Linked DNA regions of Mus musculus: regions 1, 2, 3, 4, 5 and 6 are each linked to region 7. A link is a contact called in public Hi-C, HiChIP or PLAC-seq and promoter capture Hi-C data. All regions are on one chromosome and are shown on one strand. Each heading gives the region's core, a stretch centred on a gene start, on an enhancer-like site or on the middle of the called end of the contact. The rest is flanking DNA. Distances are from core to core; before and after follow the strand shown. Region 1 overlaps Sesn1 (sestrin 1). Region 2 overlaps Armc2 (armadillo repeat containing 2). Region 3 holds the start of Bend3 (BEN domain containing 3). Region 4 holds the start of Mtres1 (mitochondrial transcription rescue factor 1). Region 5 holds the start of 1700027J07Rik (RIKEN cDNA 1700027J07 gene). Region 6 holds the start of 1700016J18Rik (a long non-coding RNA gene). Region 7 holds the start of Scml4 (Scm polycomb group protein like 4).

The links. Promoter capture Hi-C pulls out the DNA fragments that hold promoters and counts their contacts. A called contact is a pair of places that touch in the nucleus more often than the background predicts. HiChIP or PLAC-seq counts read pairs in DNA pulled down with a chosen protein or histone mark. Capture Hi-C pulls out chosen DNA fragments and counts their contacts.
Region 1: an H3K27ac HiChIP or PLAC-seq map of thymic regulatory T cells shows a contact between it and region 7, with 5 times the contacts expected there. The contact joins the enhancer-like site here to the promoter of Scml4 in region 7. A contact is called at or near these places in 1 of 39 promoter capture datasets (pre-B cells), 2 of 484 Hi-C or Micro-C datasets (CD4 T cells and CD8 T cells) and 2 of 115 datasets of contacts at active chromatin or transcription factors (memory CD8 T cells and thymic regulatory T cells).
Region 2: a promoter capture Hi-C map of pre-B cells shows a contact between it and region 7, with 2.4 times the contacts expected there. The contact joins the enhancer-like site here to the promoter of Scml4 in region 7. A contact is called at or near these places in 5 of 39 promoter capture datasets (the C10 cell line, hippocampal neurons, liver and 2 more), 1 of 115 datasets of contacts at active chromatin or transcription factors (double positive thymocytes) and 1 of 9 other capture datasets (liver).
Region 3: a contact with region 7 is called in an H3K4me3 HiChIP or PLAC-seq map of forebrain, with 3 times the contacts expected there. The contact joins the promoter of Bend3 here to the promoter of Scml4 in region 7. A contact is called at or near these places in 8 of 39 promoter capture datasets (the HPC-7 cell line, cranial neural crest, embryonic stem cells and 4 more) and 5 of 115 datasets of contacts at active chromatin or transcription factors (astrocytes, embryonic forebrain, epiblast stem cells and 2 more).
Region 4: a Hi-C map of liver shows a contact between it and region 7, with 7 times the contacts expected there. The contact joins the promoter of Mtres1 here to the promoter of Scml4 in region 7. A contact is called at or near these places in 4 of 39 promoter capture datasets (the 3T3-L1 cell line, cranial neural crest, frontonasal cranial neural crest and 1 more), 1 of 484 Hi-C or Micro-C datasets (liver) and 2 of 9 other capture datasets (embryonic stem cells and liver).
Region 5: a contact with region 7 is called in an H3K4me3 HiChIP or PLAC-seq map of the 230-238 cell line, with 10 read pairs. The contact joins the promoter of 1700027J07Rik here to the promoter of Scml4 in region 7. A contact is called at or near these places in 2 of 39 promoter capture datasets (liver and pre-B cells) and 1 of 115 datasets of contacts at active chromatin or transcription factors (the 230-238 cell line).
Region 6: a promoter capture Hi-C map of liver shows a contact between it and region 7, with 2.0 times the contacts expected there. The contact joins the promoter of 1700016J18Rik here to the promoter of Scml4 in region 7. A contact is called at or near these places in 1 of 115 datasets of contacts at active chromatin or transcription factors (double positive thymocytes) and 1 of 9 other capture datasets (liver).

The regions. Positions count from the first base shown.
Region 1 is chr10:41,879,498-41,882,346 of GRCm38.p6, reverse strand. The region is part of intron 1 of Sesn1 (sestrin 1); the gene reads right to left. Among named protein-coding and RNA genes, the nearest start is that of Sesn1, 70 kb to the right of the region's middle. Within about 2 kb of position 1,391, at least 47 of the 459 cell types and tissues checked have an H3K27ac peak or open chromatin away from gene starts, as enhancers often do. A contact at or near this core is called in CD8 T cells and thymic regulatory T cells, where this site is marked.
Region 2 is chr10:41,977,697-41,980,396 of GRCm38.p6, reverse strand. All of the region lies in intron 6 of Armc2 (armadillo repeat containing 2), which reads left to right. Among named protein-coding and RNA genes, the nearest start is that of Gm33058, 20 kb to the right of the region's middle. Within about 2 kb of position 1,361, at least 78 of the 459 cell types and tissues checked have an H3K27ac peak or open chromatin away from gene starts, as enhancers often do. A contact at or near this core is called in pre-B cells, where this site is marked.
Region 3 is chr10:43,477,722-43,480,421 of GRCm38.p6, reverse strand. Bend3 (BEN domain containing 3) reads right to left here and starts at 1,282. Exons shown (of 4, transcript NM_199028.2): 1 at 1,050-1,282.
Region 4 is chr10:43,539,599-43,542,298 of GRCm38.p6, reverse strand. It overlaps Mtres1 (mitochondrial transcription rescue factor 1), which reads left to right and starts at 1,281. Exons shown (of 4, transcript NM_026411.2): 1 at 1,281-1,359.
Region 5 is chr10:43,744,886-43,747,662 of GRCm38.p6, reverse strand. 1700027J07Rik (RIKEN cDNA 1700027J07 gene) reads right to left here and starts at 1,505. Exons shown (of 4, transcript NR_040581.2): 1 at 1,008-1,505. RefSeq lists an enhancer at 985-1,525.
Region 6 is chr10:42,016,751-42,019,450 of GRCm38.p6, reverse strand. It overlaps 1700016J18Rik (a long non-coding RNA gene), which reads right to left and starts at 1,297. Exons shown (of 3, transcript XR_871596.3): 1 at 1,190-1,297; 2 at 539-843. Armc2 (armadillo repeat containing 2) reads left to right here and starts at 1,069. Exons shown (of 18, transcript NM_001034858.3): 1 at 1,069-1,258.
Region 7 is chr10:42,859,171-42,862,034 of GRCm38.p6, reverse strand. It overlaps Scml4 (Scm polycomb group protein like 4), which reads right to left and starts at 1,523. Exons shown (of 9, transcript NM_172938.3): 1 at 1,182-1,523.

The DNA of each region.
Region 1 (2,849 bases), core at 142-2,641, 980 kb after region 7:
TTGCGGCCGTTTAAACTTTTGATTCTAGGGCAAGAAGAGAAATCAGGTAGAAAGAAAACTTACTGCCTCGATTTGACTCAGGTGGAGCTCAGAAGGGGAGGGAGGGTGTGGGTGTGGGAGTCTTTGTCTCAGAGCCTCTCTCCCTGTTACTCCACCTAGTATTTCTTCTCAGATCTCTGTGACCTCCAGATCATCAGGGCTATCTTACTTTGCCCACCTGACCTAGTAACTGTGCCTCACAGTACTTGTATTCCTCTCTGGTAAGAGAAAGGTCTTAGGGCCTAAGCTAGCTCACAGTACTCACCGTGAGTGACAGTGCATTATCTCTATCTCGTTTGTCTCTTAGAGATGCACATCATTAAGCTCTGAGGGCTTGAGCTGCTGCCTCCCAGGTGCCTTTGTGTGCGCCCACCAGCAGCGAGAGCATGTAGACTTTAAAGTGGCGTGTCAATTAAAGTATTGGCTCAGTGTGGGCTTGACAACCAGTTCAATATAGTTTTGTTAAAGATATGGAGACTTGGGGGCTGCATAAGTCCTCAGAGGCAGGGCAGCTCAGCTTGTTCCAGGGTTAGCTGTTTTTAGCCTCTCCCTCCTCCTTGGGAAGCTACAGATACTTCCAGGCCGCTTTGATTTCTTTCTTGCACTGGCAAGACAAGGTTGCCGAGCAGCATGTATAACTCACTTGTTAAGTCAGGCCGGCACATGCAAGTCAGACACTGGCTGTGTACAGACCATTGTCTGACAAGACGTGTGGAACATTGTGTAACCCAGCTTGGCTTTAACTATCCACAGGGCCAGTTAGGGTGAAGTGATAGGGAGGTGGCTCTATTGAGATGAAGTTAAATAGCATCATTCAGTCAGCAGACAGTCACTTCTCAGCATCATCAAATTAAAAGGGAATGGATCAGATTGGAACTATTAGGAGGTCCAGGAGAGGCGAGTGTGGGGATTGACTGTTGGTCTTCTACGACTCTAGACGTTACCAAAGGTTTTGAGGGGACATGCTGATACAAGTCAAAGGTAGCTCAAGACACTAAATACATGACATAAGCAAGTAGAAAAGATGTCTTAGACTATGAATATATAGATATTGTGTAATTTAAAAAATAGCTTTTGGAGCTATTACTTCATTTATACCTAAATTTAAAAACTCACTCCAAAAGAGATTAAAAATGAAATCTGTATTTTAGTCTGTGCACCAGACACAATTAGAACTTAAAAAAATGTTAAGATACTGTATGCTAACTTTACAAAATGATGGGTTAAAAAACAATTCTAAACTTCAGCAGATGGGGGAGGGGAGGGAAGGAGAGGGCAGGGCAGGCAAAGCCACAGGGTGCACTTCAAATGGGTCACCCTCAACTTTTTAACTTTCTCTAAGAACAAAACACATGCCTAGCAACACATCAGCCAATCACAAAGCAGACAAACACGAAGACTTCAACTGCTCCAGATACCAATGGGGTGCAACCTTCAATTTTTTTTCTTTTAAATTATATAGTGTCAGATGTCAGAGCAGAACACAACAACTTATAAAGCAGGATACACTGTCCCAGGTTAAAAGTAACTGATAAAAATCTCTTCATCAACTCTTGAAAAAATATATTAATATCATACCAATCATTTATTTCTTTCATCTTCATATGACACATAGAATATATATTAAATAGGATATATACTAAAATTGCCATTAATGCATTTAAATAAAAATATAGAATTTGTGGAAAACTTTCTTTGTACAGGTTGGAAATAAGAGTTGGAATCTTTATAAGAAATTCTTTTTAAATGACCTAACAATTTCCAACATTCATGGGAAACTTGAATACTGAAAGGCAGCAGAGCACCTCCAAGAGTATAACAATGGTTAGATCAGCCAGACACAAACATGGCCTTCAAACTGAAGGCGGCCCAGGTCCTGTTTTTCCTCCTTGGCAGGCCACAGCCGCCTTGGACACGTTTCCTGAGGATTCTGGAGACGTTTCCAGAGTGTTGCTGGTGTCACTGTCATGTACAGTTTTTTCAGGTCTCAGCACTCCCTTACTCTGAAGGCTAATTTACAATACAGGCAGGAACAAACAAAGGTTAGGTTTCTTTCACTTTGCTTTGTCTTGCTGAATTCAGAAAGCATTCTAAAGCAATTTCCAGTATTTCCTGTGAAAATTTCCAAGGGCTACGCTTAATTTTCTCTTTAATTTATTTTGTATGTATGTATGTATTTACATGCATGTGCATGATGTCTGTTGTGGGCACATGTGCCTTGGAGTGGGTGTGAAGATCAGAGGCTAATTTTGTTCTCTGCCTGCTACCTGTCCATGGAAGATGGATGGTAGTGTAGTGTGGGTGGGGGGAGGTAGAAGGAGGCTGAGGGGGTGGGGAGGTGAAAGGGGTGGGGAGGTAGAAGGGTGGTGATTATGATGGAGTCAAACCAGGCTGAGCCATTCACTGGCCTGAGTCCCTTTTGGCACTCACTGTAAATCCTTTGCTGGGCCATGGCTGGTTGGAGAGCACATGCCTGGCATGTTTGAAACCCTAAGCCCCTACCTACTCCAACACCCACCCTGACAATTGCTAGTTTTGGTTCCCTAAATCGCAATATTGTAAGTAGACTGGCTTGACTTGCTGTGATCATCCATTATTTTCTAAATTTGTCAGACTTGTTAAAACACAGGTTTGCTAATAATAGTGCAGACTGCAGTAAAAAAAAAAAAAAAAAACAAACCAAACCAGAATGCATGTGTTATTTTTCTTTGATAATGTATCAAAGGATGGGGAGAGCGTAAACATTTACAACACCAGCTTCAGCTTCTATTTACAAGTTGACTTATCTGTATGTCATCCTGTTCTCCTCA
Region 2 (2,700 bases), core at 112-2,611, 880 kb after region 7:
CCTTCAGCATCCAGAGCAGGTGAGTGTGCCTCTCCGCCTTCAGCATCCTTCATTCTCAAGATCTTTGTGCTGTTAAACAGTGTGACTTGTTTTTCAAAGACAAATGTTAGGTGGAAGTCAAGGAGAGTCTAGAGTGCCACACCGAGCCCTTAGTAACTCTGTTCGACAACTTCAGGAACTGGATCCAACTTGCTCAGAAACCATTTGTTTTCTAAGTTTTCATTTTTCACTGCCGTCTTAAACCAGTATCCAGGTCTGCTGCCTTCAATGTAGACAGAAACTCACAGAAATTATAGCTTGAAGGTATCTGGAGGGTTTGTGTGCAGATTTAATATCAGTGTAAATCTAAACTTAAGTTCAAAAGCATTGCCCACTTAAATGAAGAAGGTTTTAATTCTTCAAGATTTTTTGTTTTTTGTTTTTGTCTTTAAAATAAAGAAAAAGATACAAATGTGGCACATTGTTAACATTGGACCAAACTAGTCAGGGTAGGACAGCTGTCTGTTACATTAAATGAAACTATATTATGAAAGCCCTTTAGGGACTTTATTCTGCCTGAGGAAATATGAAATAATACAGACCAATGGTTAGAAATGGTGCAAAGTCAGGCAGTGAGAAAAATGAGCCAGGGAACATTTGTTACACTATACCACTGTAACATTGTAACACTGTAACATTGTAACACTGTAACATTGTAACATTGACTGTACAACACAAGCAGCAGGTGAAACCTTAAGTTGTGGAAACAAGAGTTAGGGAGCTCTGTGTCACACCTAGAAAAACAAACATGCTGTCACCCCCATTTCAAAGGCTGGTGACCCCCCCCCCCATGGGGAAGGATCTAGATAAGGCAGGCATAAGAAGGTTTTAAGCCTTCAAGGTTTTTGTTGTTGTTGTTGTCTTTAAAATAAAAAGATACAAACGTAGCACATTATTAGCATTGAACCAAACTATTCAGGGTAGGACAGTGTCTGTTATATTCTTCATAGTTTTTTTTTTTCATTTCACACAAAAGTTTATGTCGGGCTCTATGAGTACACATCTATAATCTGAACATTTTGGAAACAGAGACAGGGTTATGAATTGCAGGCCATTCTGAGCTACAGTAAGACCTTGTCTCAACAAAAATAAAAAATGATGATAAATGATATCAATCTAGCACCGTGTAAAAGATGTTATCTTCAAACTAGCCCCTCACCAGTAAGGAGACAGTTAGTGGTCACCTGCAATGTATCTAGAACTCAGGAGAATCTAAGCCTTCCAATTCCCTAGACAACATTGTTGCTAAGGGGTTTACGTTTGCATGCTAAAAACACCAGCCAATGCTAACAATGTATCAAGCTGTTGGGTCCAAAGCTGAAAGCTGTGGTTAACAGCTATAACCACGGAGACAGCAGAATCTTCAAAAACAGGCAGTATTTCTTGCCTGACTTACCCAATTTTCCTGTTGAATCATTATTTTTATATTTAGCAAGCAGTGAACCTAGATGAAAGTCCTTTTTAAAATTTGAAGTTGTTCCCCAAGACTGGGCCACACTGTGTGTTTGTAGACATGCTTCAGTTTCTAGAATTCACTGGGGATAGGGTATGGAATGGAGGTGATGGGGGCAGTGAGGACCACATGGGGATACAGAAGCAAGGCCATAGCAAGACACAACCACATTAGTGGGGATTCCTGGGAGACGACCGAGAAGAAATTCTTATACCACAGTGTTTAGCTAACTTCTCAAAATGAGTCTGAGAAGTCTCAGAAGGGTCTGGAGGTAACTAAACTTGGGTGATTTCTGACTCATCTTGATAATCATTTCTTCCTGGGGGGAGCATGTTGACTGATTTCACTCTTCCTGGGGAACTAGTTGATCGCTCAGCTTTACATTGAAAAGCACACTGTGTAGGGGTTTCGTTTTGGTTTTTTGTTTTTTTTTTAAGACCACATGGATTTAAAGCCTGAATTTCTAGTAATTTGGGGTTTTGATGTGTTAGAGCAGGTTCCTACTCCAATAGATGATGCCACAGCTCAATGTCAGAGTCTTTTTCTCGAACCCTTTACCATATTTTTTGAGATGGTCTCTCGTTGGACATGGAGCCACATTCTGGCCACACTGAGCTGGTCAGTGAGCTCGCAGGATCTGCCTGTTTCTGCTCCTCTGCTCTGGGGTTACAGCACCATGCCTGGCTTCTTTTATATGTGCTGGGGATCCAAGCCTGGGTCCTGAAGCTTGCAGCAGCAGGTGCCTTACCCACCGAGCCATCTCCCCAACCTGCTTTCTAGCAAATTTAAGTGTTTCCTATATATGTCAAGGAAATTGACTGTTGTTGACTTAACAACTTCTGGCTTTTTGTTTGCCTTCTTCAATACTGAGTCTGTTCATATCCTTTGGCCTCTAAGTGGATTAATTACCTAGGACTATGAGCGGCGGTCTTCTTATACTGCGTGGCTATTTGTATTTACTTTTAGAATTACATGCTTGTTTGTTTTGTTTGTTTAATGTGAGTACATGGTTGCTCTCTTCAGACACACCAGAAGAGGGCATCGGATCCCATAGCAGATGCTTGTGAGCCACCATGTGGTTGCTGGGAACTGAACTCAGGACCTCTGGAAGAGCAGTCAGGGCTCTTAACCGCTGAGCCATCTCTCCAGCCCCATGTGCATGTTTTATCCAGTTCAAGCACACTCAAAAATCCAAAAAGCAGAGATGA
Region 3 (2,700 bases), core at 33-2,532, 620 kb before region 7:
CAAACCTAAAACCTCTATCTGGGACATTTCCACACGTTCCCCACTCGCCTGGGTTTTCTGGGTCTTTATAGATTTCTGGCACCCTCCCCTCTACTCAGTGACGTGTTACTTGTAGGAAAACATTCAAAAGTTACTTCTAAAAGGAAGTTCTCTGACTTCCAAACAGTGAACATTAATTCTGAGCATCTCTGGTTGGCCTCCACCTCCAAAATACTCCCAAGCGGGCCACCTGAGCGATCAAACTTCTACTTTAGGACAAACTTAAAAAAAAAAGAAAAAAAGAACTCAGATGAGTTGAGTCCCAGCCCACAAGGCCTTCACAACTCCGCGCCTCACAGCCCGAGCCAAGTCTGCGTGGGAAATTACGTCGATCGTGGCGGGCACAAGTCACGAGGGGCGGCGAGCGCCCCGGCCCGGCTCCACCGCCCGCCAGGAAGGCCTCGCGCTCGCTGGGGTGCACACCCAGAGCGCCGCGCTGGACCCGCCTCCAGCCGGGCAGCGGGAACCACGGAGCGCCGTGGAACGGCCCGGGAGGGTGCCGCGCCCCCTGGCGGCGGGGCTCGCCGCACCCCGCTCCCAGCCGCCGGCAGCCTCGCTCCCTCCGCTGCCTCCCCGGGGCAGCGTCCCTCCGAGCGGCGGCTCTCCGGCCTCTGGCTCCCCGCCCTTCTGCTCCCTCTGACACCCCTCCATCGCCGCCACAGGCCGGTCGAACGCGAGCGCTCCGGCGCCGCGCAGTTGCTCCCCGGCGGCCCTCGGCCGCTCCATCGCCGGCCCGCCGGGGGTGGAGAGCCGGCGCGCGGCGCGAGTGGGGCCGGCCTGGCGGCGGCGGCGCGGACCGTTCCACCGTGCGTCCTCCCCTCCCTCCTCCTCCTCCCTGGCCGCGGCGCGCGTGCTCCCGGAACGCCATGGAGTCGCGGCGTTCCGAGCGGGCACAAAGGGGCGCGCGGCACAATGGGGCGCGACGAGCCCGTGGGCGCCCGCTCCCCCTTCCAGCCCGCGCGGAGGCGGCGAGCCGCTCGCAGGCGGCCCCGACCGGGGCCCACACTCACCTGGGACGAGAGTTGTTACTTTGCGGAGCGGGACCCGCGCCGAGTTCGGGCGCCACGTGCGGGGGGCGGGCGCGCGGGCCGCAGTGGGGGCCGAGCGCGCAGGGCCTGGCCGGGGCGGCCCCGCCGACTGGCTGGGGGCGGCGGGCGGGCGGGCGCCGTGTATTTTCCCCTCTCTTTGTGTGTGTCCGTGCGCTGCGCTCTCGCGTGACGTGACGGGACTCCGTGTGTCATTTCCGCACAAGGACACAGGAGCCCCCGCTGCAGTGGAACCTCAAGCCCTCCGCCCCCACCGCGCCGCCCCTCCCCCTCAGCGGGGCACACGCGGGACCAGCGGCGGCGGCGGCGGCGGCGCTCGGGCGTGAGCGACCGCGGCGGGGAGCTGGGGCGCGCTGCGGGGCGGGTGCGCTCGGCCTGCACAGCGCGGCTCCACGTGGGCCCGCGCCGGCTGCCGGCGGACCAGGGCGGCTCTCACCCACGGGAAAGCGCCCCGCGGCATTCTCGGCTACGTGCTCTCCGGGCTGGAGCGTGGCCCCGGCGCCTCTTTCTCTACTTTTTCTCTAACCCCGGGGGGTGGGGGTGGGAGGCAACGCGCCGTGTCTTTTCCGCCCGCGCCCCCCGCTTTTGGGGCGCTCGGCTGTGGCGCCGCACCATCGCACGGACCTTCCCGTGCCACGCCGGGCACAAAGACTTCGGGGTGCGCCCCCCCTCCAGTTCTGCATGGATTCGTGGTTGGGGGGGTATACTGGAGAGCGACCCCGGGCTCTGGGGGAGCCCTGGCCACTCCCCCGGCAGGGTGGCCGCCCTCTCCCGTAAAGCCTGAGTTCCGAGAGCCCAAGTTTTGCCGCTTGAGGCTGCGGAGCGAAGCACGCGCTTGGGGACCCTCATGCCACCAACTCAGAGCCACGGGGCTCAGCGCGGAAAACTGGGAGACTCCAGTCGCCGAGTTAGTTAAGACCGACCGTCTCCTAGTTTCCCGGACTGCAGAGTCGGAGTTGAGAAATAAGAAACCAACCCCTCGCAGTTCTCCAACTTTCGGGGACTTGGGGTGGGGGTGGAGGGAAAAGAAAAGCCCAAGTCAACTTTTAAGCTGCGTGCCTGGTTTTGGTAAACAATGAGAACGGAAAAAAAAATTTTTTTAATCCTTTAATTTGCCGATGGAAAAAAAATGTCTAAAAAGAAAAATGCAAATGATCCCATCTGCTGCCTACAGCTGACTGGCTGCGAGAGAGGACCATGTGGCCCGGCCCGGCGCGGTCAGTGAATACGTAGAATAGATTTTAAAAGGACGTACATGCTGGCTCCTAGCTGCCCAGTCGCGGCCTAAGGTTGGAATTAACGCGTAGTCAGAGATTATTGTGTCTTCACACAAATTGGGAATTTAATCATTACGCAAGTTCCTCGCCTTCTGGTTTGAAATCTAATGGCGCAGAGTTGGACCTTGGAGGGACTGTGGAACGTTCTGGAGAGGTGTTTGGGTTGCAGACTTGGAGAAGTCAGTACTAATTGCTATGCAAAATTAGCTAGCAGCTTGAAGAAAGGAGCCCAGCATCCTAGGGGTGCTTTTATAAGAGAATCTATACGTGCTCAGTGTCATTCAAAACAGGATGATGGAAAGAATGGGCCCGAGATAGCAGCCCTTCAAATTCAAAAG
Region 4 (2,700 bases), core at 32-2,531, 680 kb before region 7:
AACCGTGTAGATGTATCATTTCAGCATTTGAAACAATTTGTAGTTGTGCATTCCTCTTATACAAACACAATCAAGAAACTATTGTGCCAACTTAGGAGAAAGGAGCATCAATGAAAAGGCGGGGAACAGAGCTCACAGACTTGGAAGGGAAACGTCTGAAAAAGAAGAAAATCAGGAAGGCTACTTCTCGTTTAATACAGCATATATCCCAACAAACGTTAACGCAAACATATCTAAACCTGGGCTCCAGAGGGAAGGGCACTGGCTGCTCTTCCAGATGAGCCAGATTCCATTCCCAGCATCTGCATGGTGGTTAGCAACCATCTGTAACTCCAGTCCCAGGAGATGCAATGCCCTCTTCTGGCCTCCTTCAGCATAGAGGCACATGGTACATGCAGGCAAAGACACTCATACACGTAAAAGTATTTACGTTTTAAAAACAAACAAACAAAACAAAACAAAACAAAAAAACAACTTTTGTGAAACTGACTGTACTCTAGTGTCTGGGCTATATTCCATCTGACTCCCAAGGTTTGTTTTCACTGGTTCCACTAAACCGTGTTTTCCTAGACTCTAACCCCTGTCCAATCACTTCTGGCATGGCAAGAAAACTGAACGAAAACGGTGTGACTTAGTTTTTTTTGGGGGGTGGGGGGTCAGGGGTTGATATATTGAGACAGGGTTTCATGTAACCCAAGCTGGTCTCAAGCTTGTTATGTAGCCAAAGACAGGTCAAGTGACTTACTTGATCTTTCTGCCTCCACTCCCCCAATGATAGGATCACACCCAATGTGAGGTATTTTATTTATTCCCATTTATATTTATTTCTTTGTAGCTCAGCCTGGCCTCGAACTTCCTAGTCATGTACCCAAGGAAAACCTTGAACCCCCATTCTTCCTACCTCGGTCTCTCCAGTGTTGGGATTACAGCGATACACCTACACACGGACGGGTTAGAAGTAAACTCTTATATTCTGTGATGTTAAGACAGTTTTCTGGAGACAACATCTATAACTCACTAAGAAGTTCAGGGCTTTGGCTATTCGAGAGAAAGAACTTTTGCTTCCAAACCAAATTCTTCTGGAACTGGCTGCCAAGCTCAGCGGGCCTGGGATGGGCCTCCCACGTCCCCTCTCCCCCCCCCCCCCCCCCCCACCTCACTTCCCCACACCCCGACCTCAACAGCGTGGTCCTCCAAGGCGCCGCGTCCAGCAGGGGACGCTGTGAGGCCACCACCGTGCTCAGATGCGCCTAGGGGTCCACTCTCTGCGTAGGCTGGGGCGGAAGAGGCGGGGCAGGTGCGGAGGTGGCTCCCGCCTGCGGTCGGCGCGGTCCGGGGAGGGACCAGCGGACTGCGCAGGTGAGTGCGCCCCTACTGGCCCGCCGGCTCAGCCCCTCGCCGGGCGCTTCGCCCTCGGCTGGCTTCTGCCCTGCGGCGCTCCGGCCGTGTCTGCGAACCCTTCCCGTTCCGCAGAGTTGGGGTTGCCTAGGGACGCCTCTCGAACCCCGGGACCGTGGGAATTAAGCTGGCCCAGGCTGTGCGTCCCCGGACTTGGGTGCAGCAAGCTGCAGACACACTGACTCGGGGCTGGGCGGCGTGGGAGTGTCCAGTTTCCTTTGACCTTGGGGGACCTGGGGAAGGTTCGGGATGGGAGGGCTCCAGGGGAACTCGATCTTGTGTAGAAGTCCGCTTCCGACGTCCGCAGAAGGGAAGGGTTTCGTAGCTGTAGACCCAACCAACTGGAGGCCAGGCCCGGGTCTTACAGAGCGGTGACACGCTAAGGAACGTGGATCCACTCCCAGCGTAGTGCAGGTCAAGGACAGCTTTGCCTGTGTATCCTAAACACTGCTCTTCTGCCAGTCTTAGCCTTCGTTATAGAGTCTATAGCTTTATAGAAATCTCACCCGAAACGAACCTTACGGGCTTTCTTTCCTAGTCATCTCTAATGCAAACTGCCGTCAAGGAGATTTTTTCATATGGACTCCTGCCGGGTTACTTTCCTACTAAAACTCTCTGTATCTCTCGTGCCGTCTGGGTGACCTCCAGACTTAGGTCTATAAGACTTTTTTAAGGCGGCCTCGTTGTGACTGGCTTCTTACTTTTATAGTGAACGATGTCCTTGAACACGTGAGCTCCTGCCTCTTTCCCAGATGCTTGAATTATAGGCTTGCAACAGCGTTCCTAGCTTCTGCAAGTTTTTAATTACCAGGCACTATTTCTGTGCACGTGAGATAAATAAAACAGGGATGAAGAAGAAGTCTAGTCTTGTGGAGTGTATGCACATGCAGACAGCATCTGGTAAATTACACAGCAGCCTGTGATTAGCTCTGGGGGTGGGGTAAGTGTGGTAAAGGGGACCGATTGGCAAGGTGGAGTTGCGTTGGAATAGTTGGAATGGAATGGGTAGGCCCCGCTGAGGGGATGTGTTTGAGTCTAGACTTGAAGGTGAGTTTCCTTGCAGATACCTAAGTGAGAGTGTTCTAGGCCTGTCTGGAACAAAGGTCCCTAGTTTGTCCAGAATGTGTCCCCCTAGTTTCATGTGTTAGGAATTTGGTGCAGTACCTTTAGGAAGAGCAGGGCCATGAAGGTTCTTTCTGAAGAATGGACAGTCGGTATTAGTGGGTATTAAGGGAGTACGTGGCTTTGTTATGAAAACAAGCTCTCTCTGGCATGCTTACACCATCCTTATCTTCCACCTTG
Region 5 (2,777 bases), core at 256-2,755, 890 kb before region 7:
GCAGGAATGCTGGGAGGAAAGTGAGGGATCTTGGTCTGTTGGATGACTTCCACTGGAATCTGAAACTATCTGTTCAGGGAGGAGGGCATAGGGAAACCCAGAGAGTCAAGCCCTCTCCTGAAGCATAGGCCTTCTAGGGCTGAGTCTCCCTTCTGTGCCAAGCAGTGGCACTAGGAGTCTCTTACACTGAGTTTTTAGATGTCTGAACTACTTCCATTGTCTCCGAGTTCAGCGTGAAAGTTATTTATATGGTTGTCCCTGACTTCCTAGATACCTTTAGCCAGAGTCAAGAGAAGAAGTTTGGCTAATTATCTGCCTGTGCTTGTATGTAAGCTAGGGATAAGATTTTGGCCAGTCTTTACACATAACATCAGACACGTGACTCTAAATGAGTCCTACATTCAGTCAAAAATCCGGACAATTCTGGTTATGGTGTTGACATCTGCTCTTGAGACTGTTCTTCCACATCTGTAAAGAGAACCTTCCTTAAAGAATGAATAGAGGGAGCCGGCCATGATGGCATAGGCCTTCGATCCCAGCAACAAAGGTAGAGGCAGAGGGATCTCTACCAGTTTGAGGCCACCCTGGTCTAGATATCCCAGCACTCGGGAGGCAGAGGCAGGCGGATTTCTGAGTTCAAGGCCAGCCTGGTCTACAAAGTGAGTTCCAGGACAGCAACAGCTATACAGAGAAACCCTGTCTCAAAAAACCATTTAAAAAAAAAAAAAAAAAGACTCACTTCAGCACACTGTTTGAGGGATAGCCTCCCCCCCAGTGAGGGTGCCCTCGCCATGGATGGCTGTGAGAGCAGGTTGTAGTAATGAAGACTGGAGCTTGAGACAGTGTCTCATGGTATTCAGCTAGCTTTCTCTTTCTTAGTCATCAGTTGAAACACCCTCCCCAATACACCCACAGGCATGTTTCTAGGTGATTGTAAATCCAGTAAAGATGACAGTGATCCTCACCACTGATGGTAAGTATGGTGGGGAAATGGGGTCAGATCCTACCTTATGTTGGCCAGGGATGGATGATCCCAGAGGCAGAGGAGTGGAATGTTCTCTGGAGCCTGGGAAGTCTTCATTCACTCGTCCATATGGCAAACAATTCACGTAGTATGCCCACTTGCCTGGTGTGTACTTGACAATGAAGCTTGTGCTGACGTTATCTCCTCCCTTGGGAAGTTTACGGTCCAAGAGTTTTGTGACAAAGCAACAGCATTCAGAGTTGAGTATTATGGCGGGAGAAATACTGAGGAGTGGGGGCGGGGCCAGGCAGAGTATTCAAGAGTGGCTGGAAAAATTTCAAGGGCTGGAATTTATCACACAAGCCAAATAAATGCCTGAGGGCCTCTGTGTCCCGTGACCCTATTATAGAATTTATAGCTCAAGGACATCTTTGAGATCCCATGGCCGCCATCCTTACATCAGTTTGGGACCAGCTGACACCTGGTCCTCTCCTATTTTTATCCCAGAGGGCAGTGAGGTTCAAACCCACATAATACAGTTGGCAGATTTCATTCCCCAGAGACTAAATGTGGAGAGGTTCAGTGACTTGCCCAAGGGCATTTATTGAGTCAACAGTTGAAATGGGAACAGTTACCAGATGCTGGGGCCAGGTGACTCCCCCTTCCCTCAGTGTCTGCTAAGGGGAATCATCTTGTGAAGTATCAAATGGCTCTAGTCTTCTGATGAGTGTGCAAATCAAAGAGCAAATGAGAAGGGTAGGTGTCAATTTCCCTTGACGTAACCCCTTCCGACTATGCAGCAACCAACATGAGAAGAATGTGACCTAGGTTGTACTAAAACCATTTTTTTGTTTGTTTGGTTTTTGTTTTGTTTTGTTTTTCTAAATTTCTCTCAGACAACTAGTAAACAGGAGGGCTGGCTGAGTGTCAACCTAACGGAGAACAGAGGAAAAGTCAAGTGTGCACTAGCTTAGGGTTCTAGATAGTTGAAATGACTGCCAGCAACTCATGCCTTTTATATTTGAGTGTCCTGTGTCATTAGTCGTGGAGGGGTGTGGGAGACACTTGTTTTCACTGGGTTATTACTGTTAGTGACATGCAGGACGGGCTGGGGATGGAACCCTGGCTTATTATTACTGTTAGTGAAGTGCAGGATGGGCTGGGAATGGAACCCAGGGTCTCAATCCTGTTAGAGGCAAGGACTTGTGGTAACAGAGCCACAGCCCCATTCTGAGAGGTATGGCTTAAGCACAGAGCATTAATATAGTCCACTTGGGACTTTGGTAAGCTGCACATATTGGATGAGTCCTGGCTGCCTGCATTCCTGCTGATATAACAAAAGGTGAAAGTTCCTATTCAAAAGATGTTCTGTGATTCACTTCACCGGGTGGCAAAGACAACATGGCCTGTATGTTGTGAGTCTACCTAGTCCTTGCTATAGTTTGGATTTGGTGTACCTCCATGCGTTGAAGGCATGGTCCCCAGTCAATGCTATTGTGGGGAGAGGTGGGATCTAGTAGAGAAGTCCTAGATCACTGGATGTGTGCCCCAGAAGAGGCACACATCTTCTTGTGGTACCCACTCTTTTCTCTTTTGCTTCTTCTGGCCATGGTATGAGGAGTTTGCTCAAACATGCTTAAAGATAGACTTTGCCTCCGGCAACCTCACCAAAGGCTTGCCAGAAATTGGTCTTCTTGGTTATGGAGTAGAACCTTTAAAACCATGAGCTGGACAACCTTTCCTCTTTGTAAGTTGATTATCTCATGCATTTTGTTGTAGTGACAGAAAGGCGATTTAAATACCCCTCTCACCA
Region 6 (2,700 bases), core at 48-2,547, 840 kb after region 7:
ATACAACAGGCAATGTCCTTTTGCACAGTTGAGTCTGGTGACACACAAATGGGACTTCATAGGATAGATCCTGTTCCCAGTGAAAAATAATATTTAGTTTGGGATCCTAAACTTCATCAATGATTGAGTTTTCTTTGTCTGTGATGTGGGAAATCTTGTTAAGCACTTGGAAAACCTTTACTCAGTGTTCCAGGTGTCATTTCTCATCAAAGGTATTAACTGTGCAAAATAGATACAATTTAGTTATTCTTTACAAGACCCTTGGCACCATGGAATACGGCATTTTCCCAGTGTTGACAACACTTGCTGATAATCCCTATGTTTATATACCGTAGTGTAAATTTAGAGCTTATGCCTCGCTTGTATTTCACAAGTGTTACCCAATGATCCAGTGTAGACGCAAACAGAGTTTGAATTAGAAACATATACACAGGACTCTTTTTTTTTTCTTCCCCTGTTGGGTTGTAGTGATTCAGTAAGAACACACAGCGACTAGCCATAGCAACCCAAGACTTAAATCGCTCCTTCCTGATCTCACCTTGGGTCCCTAGTTGCTCTGTTGTGAGCTCGCTCTACAAACGGTTGAGTGCTGCCCAAATGCAAGGAGTTAATGATATCCAACAGGTTAACATTCACTGCTACATTCACAGCTCTTCACATTTATTTTGCTACGGCCCACGATTCAGCTATTCACACACAGGGATAGCACTCTCTGCCTGAAGCATAAGAGATGAGATGCTAAGGAACCGTTCCAGGTGGACGTTGACGTCTATAATCAATAACCGACTCTTTCCCAAAACACTACATTGTTCCTCTGCCAGTTGTTTAACAGTCTTGGAGATCCTACGGGGAGAAACAAACATGGTTGAACATATTGCTAATGTAAAAGAAGACTCCCCTCCACCCATTCTTGCCTTTCCCCTGTGGGTATGCTCCTGCCCGCGCTCCCGCACGGGCCCTCGCCACGCCTCGACGCTGCTACGCGTGCGTGGCTAGAGGGATTGGCGCAGGCTCAGTGGCGGAGAGTGGAGCAGGGCCGCCCCGCCCCGCCCCGCCCCGCCCCGCCCCTCCTCCTGGTCCCTGCTGCCCTGCGAGAGCGGGAAGGCCGTCACACTCCGCCGGGGTCTAAGTGTCTAGCGCTTGTCACAGGTGTTTTGAGTCGAGCCCGGATTCCCCAACCAGCACCTACTCCAGCGCATCCCGCTTCGCTCTGCGGCGTCCTGGATCTGTAGGCTGACCGCTCGGCCTGCAGCGAAAGGTGGTTTGTGTACGGTTACCATGGAGATGCTAGCCAGCAGGGCAAAGGCGGTGCGCGGGAGGGCGGGAGGGCGAGGTGAGGATGCTGAGGCGCTCGGCCCTAACCTGGACCGGTGAAGGAGCGGGCTTTTCCGGGAGTGGGAGAGCAGCTGTGCGTGCGGGAGGTGAGGAGTCCCCTGCAGGTTCACCAGGGACCCCTCCTGCAGTCTCTCTTCTGTTCCCAGATAGGGTCGAGGGGTGCTGCTGCATACTCTCGGGGTCTGCACAGGAGTCAGCTTCTGTAACTGTGAGCATTTAGTCAGTTGCCTGGTATTTAACAGGAGTAACCAGTAACACTGGTTGAATGAGAGAGTGATAGACTAAGGGACTCTGTGGAGGCAGGCCACAAGAACAAACTAGGATTTTCCTAGGTAACAAATGACTCCTCAATAAAGTGTATGTGGAACAATATTAATTACACCGTATGTATACAGAATGCCCCTTACAACCCATGCCACAAGTATTACCGCAGGTTCTTCCATCCCGACATCATATTCTTTTCGTTTGGTAGAAAATAAGTCACACTATATGTATCCCATTTTTGTAAATCCCTAAGGTTTTGACTAGCAGTTTGCATAGATTTGGGATAACTGACATTCAGATAAAAACGCTGGGTTTTTTTGTTTGTTTGTTTTTATTTTGTTTTTAAATCAAGGATGGTATTCTCTAGTTGAAAATTTAAATTTATGATATGCATGAAAACATTGGACAGATAGTCTCTTTTGTGACTTCTCTTGTTGGTGAGTATTTTCATTCTAGGAAGATCTTTCTTGACCAGCCAGCACTTGGACAGTACTTCTTAGTATTGTAAGAGCTAGCTAGCATCGTGCTAAAGCATTTGGACATTTCATGCAATGCTGAAAGCTGCCCTGAGAGTTGGTCATTATCCATGCTTTTTTAACAGAAGAGAACTCGGGTATAGAGATGTCTAATGCCCTTCAAGGTCACAGAGCTGCAGATCCTCGGGGGACTTAACACTTGCTCTGACATCTAAGCACTTTTCTTGCACCTGTTTGGATGCTCATTTAATGCCAAAGTAATTCAGTCATGGAAAGAGCCCTGAGTGTTTGATTTGCTGGGGAAAGAGGGTGCACCAGCAAACCCTATGTCGGCAATGTTGATGGGCAATGTTGTCTTTAACATGAAGGAGGTGGCTCTGGTGGCTGTTGGTAGCAAACAGTAGAGATAGGGGTTTTTAAAGATATATTTATTCTTGTTTTATGTGTATGAATGTTTGCCTGTGTGTATGTGTGTGTACAGTGTGCCTGTAATGCCCTCTGAGGCCAGAAGAAGAAAGTAACACATGCAAATAACACGTGGGTCTGGAGAGATGACTCAGTGGTTAGGACCACTGGCTGCTCTTCTAGAGGACCAGGGTTTGATTCCCAGAACCTACACAGTGGC
Region 7 (2,864 bases), core at 274-2,773:
AATCAGGCACCTTCTCCTCTACAGCCATCTCCATACTTCTACATGTTCTCCAGACATTCCGTTTTGTTTTGTTCTTAATGAGAAAAAAGTCTTGAGGAGGGAAAGACATCTATGTCTCTTACCCTTCAAAAAAAAATGTTCCTTAGTTGAGAAAGGAATTAAAAACATGGAACACACAACAACCACATCTGGATCACTTTTCAAGCATCCCAGCTACAAAGCCCCATTTCTCAGAGAGCTGCTGATGGTCCTAGCCCTCTTGAGAAATGTCATGACCCTAGAAAGACAACACAGCAAGCCGCCACCTCTGGCTTATTGTCGAAAATAACGGCAAGAACTTAGACTCAAGCGCATCAATGATGAGTGAAAACTGCTAACTCAGCAGCCATACCCACTGGTCCTGTCCATCCGCAGAGCAACCTGTAGACGACACCCGGGGCTGCAGGCAGAATGAGTGGAAGCTATTTGGGGTCACATAGGACTGTGTGAGGGGAGGAGGTGACTTTGTCTTTGAACTTGGGGAAACTCCAAACATTCCATACTAACCTGTTAGTTATTTCCTCCTAAAAAAACTAATAGCAGGAACTTGCAAACAATTAATACTCTCCTTATCTATGACTGGTACATCAGCAACCAACAAAAACACATGAAATATCCCATCTGCAGCATTCAACACAAGTAAATAAAATTCAATTTGAAAACAAATGCTTTGATGAGTGCTTATATCACAGCCAATTTTAATAATCAATTTTAGGTAAATATTTGTAACCTAATCCATACTACAAATTTTAAATTAATAATACAAAATAAGACAAAATTATTATTAGGAAAAAAACCATATTCATGTTTGAAATAATAAAAAATTTGCACATATTTACATATAGACTTAAAGAGAGGTTAAGTGTATACATGTCAAAAATGGTTATAAACTGTGTTTTTACTTTAAATCTCCCTTTGATATATAGTTAAAAAAAATCAAACATTATATTTTGCATGTTAGGATCCGAAGTTTACCCACCGGGCTCAGTAGTTTTAGCACCAGACACTCGTGCATTGCCAGAGAGGCAGGCATGCAAACCCTCCCAAATAAACTAAAGCAGGTAACCTGTTGTGCCGCCAGCCCAAAGAGAAGGAGCCATACAATGTACCACAGCACACCCGCCAGCATGCGTCTCCCTTACCTACAGCTTGGTCACAGAGCCCTGACCAGGGTGTTGCTTGCTGAGGTCTGGAGTGGTGGCTTAGAAGACAGGTGACTTCCTGCACACACACTGCGAGTATGGCACAAGCTATCTTCCACCCGTGTGCTACGCCTGCCTCACAGCTAGTCGCCAGCAGCCCAGCTCGCCGCCGCTGCAAACATCTCATTAGACTAATGCATTCAGTACAGGCAGAACACTCGATTTACCATAGCTACAGCAGTGAATTTCCATTACGATGACAGCTTCAACCACATCATGTCCGGAAAACCAGCCAACCGCTGGCTTCTAAAGAACACACACACATTTTACATGCAGAAAGCGAGGACTCTGTGTGTGTGTGTGTGTGTGTGTGTGTGTGTGTGTGTGTGTGTGTGTGTGTGTGTTATTTCTTTCCTCTGTACAGACAGACCAGCTAAGAGAAATACACAGCACAGCTTTTTGTGAACAGCAGCCGCCAGGTAATGATACTTCTGCTTCTTAGATAGTTACTTCCTTGTAAGAAACTGAATTATGTCACAATAGTCAGAATGGGTGTTTCCTGCATTTCAGTTTTCATTACCCCTCCTCCGTTGCCATAGAAACCAGACTGTAACATCATCTCTTTGTCCCAGTCTTGCAGCAGTGAGGGCCACACCAGGCTTATAAGACTGTTACGATCTGACAAGGCTAATGTTTGGCTTTGGGGGGAAAAGAAGAAGAAAGAAAGAACAATGGTATACCAACAGAAAGCCTGTGTGTTGTCAGAGGTGTGGACCTGTACTGATGACACACTGTGGCTGTACCTGTTAGCTCTAAAGCTGCCTATCCTACGTTTAATCCACATCTGTGTGTGCACATCTGGAAGTGTTTCTCCATGCCCAAACACTCTTGGGACCTGCCTGGGAAAGGGCTGCTGTCTCTCCTCCATACCCACTGCCTGTCCACTAAACCAGTTTACACCAGAGAAGGTGCCTTTTCTCCTCCCTTCTTTTTATAAAGTGAGTCGAGGTTTTCTGCTGCTGACTTGACTCATCTGGGGAAATGGGATGTGTCTCAAGTGTGTCTTATAAGATACCTGGTTTACAAATACAGGCTGTCTACCGGGTTTGCTTTTAGGGACAGGGAGCATGCTTGTAGCCAGGACTGACATTAAACTAATTTGGAAGGTCTGGGTCACAGCTTAGCCAGTTACTGAGTATGAAAAATTAAAAAGGACCTACAATTTGAATGCATATGTAGTGTGAAGTAAATTTGTCCCCTCAAATTAAATAGATACAGGAAATTGATGTTTTTTTTAAGTCAAAGCATTATCCTTACTAAGAAAGAAGGAATTCCCTGGGTGGCATGTGTCCTTTCTGCCTAGGTCCGCTGCCTGCCACAGCCCTGACTCCTCTGCCCCAAGGTGGTTCCCAGGCTGGCCGGGGCCTGGCCCAGCTTGGATGGCAGTCTCCATTCCTACCAAGTGCCATAAAGAGTCAAAAATTTGTACCAACAGTGTAGTATGTGTCCCCTTTGACATCCAAGGGAATCAAAGGCTGATTAGTGAAACAAGATTGGCCCATAGAAGCTCTCAATAAATTTCTATTTTATGAAAGATACAGACAGTTTGGCCCAAGTAGAAATTATTAGGGTTATGGGACTGGCTTTGGACTGAAATTCATGATGTAGAAATGGAAAAGTAAC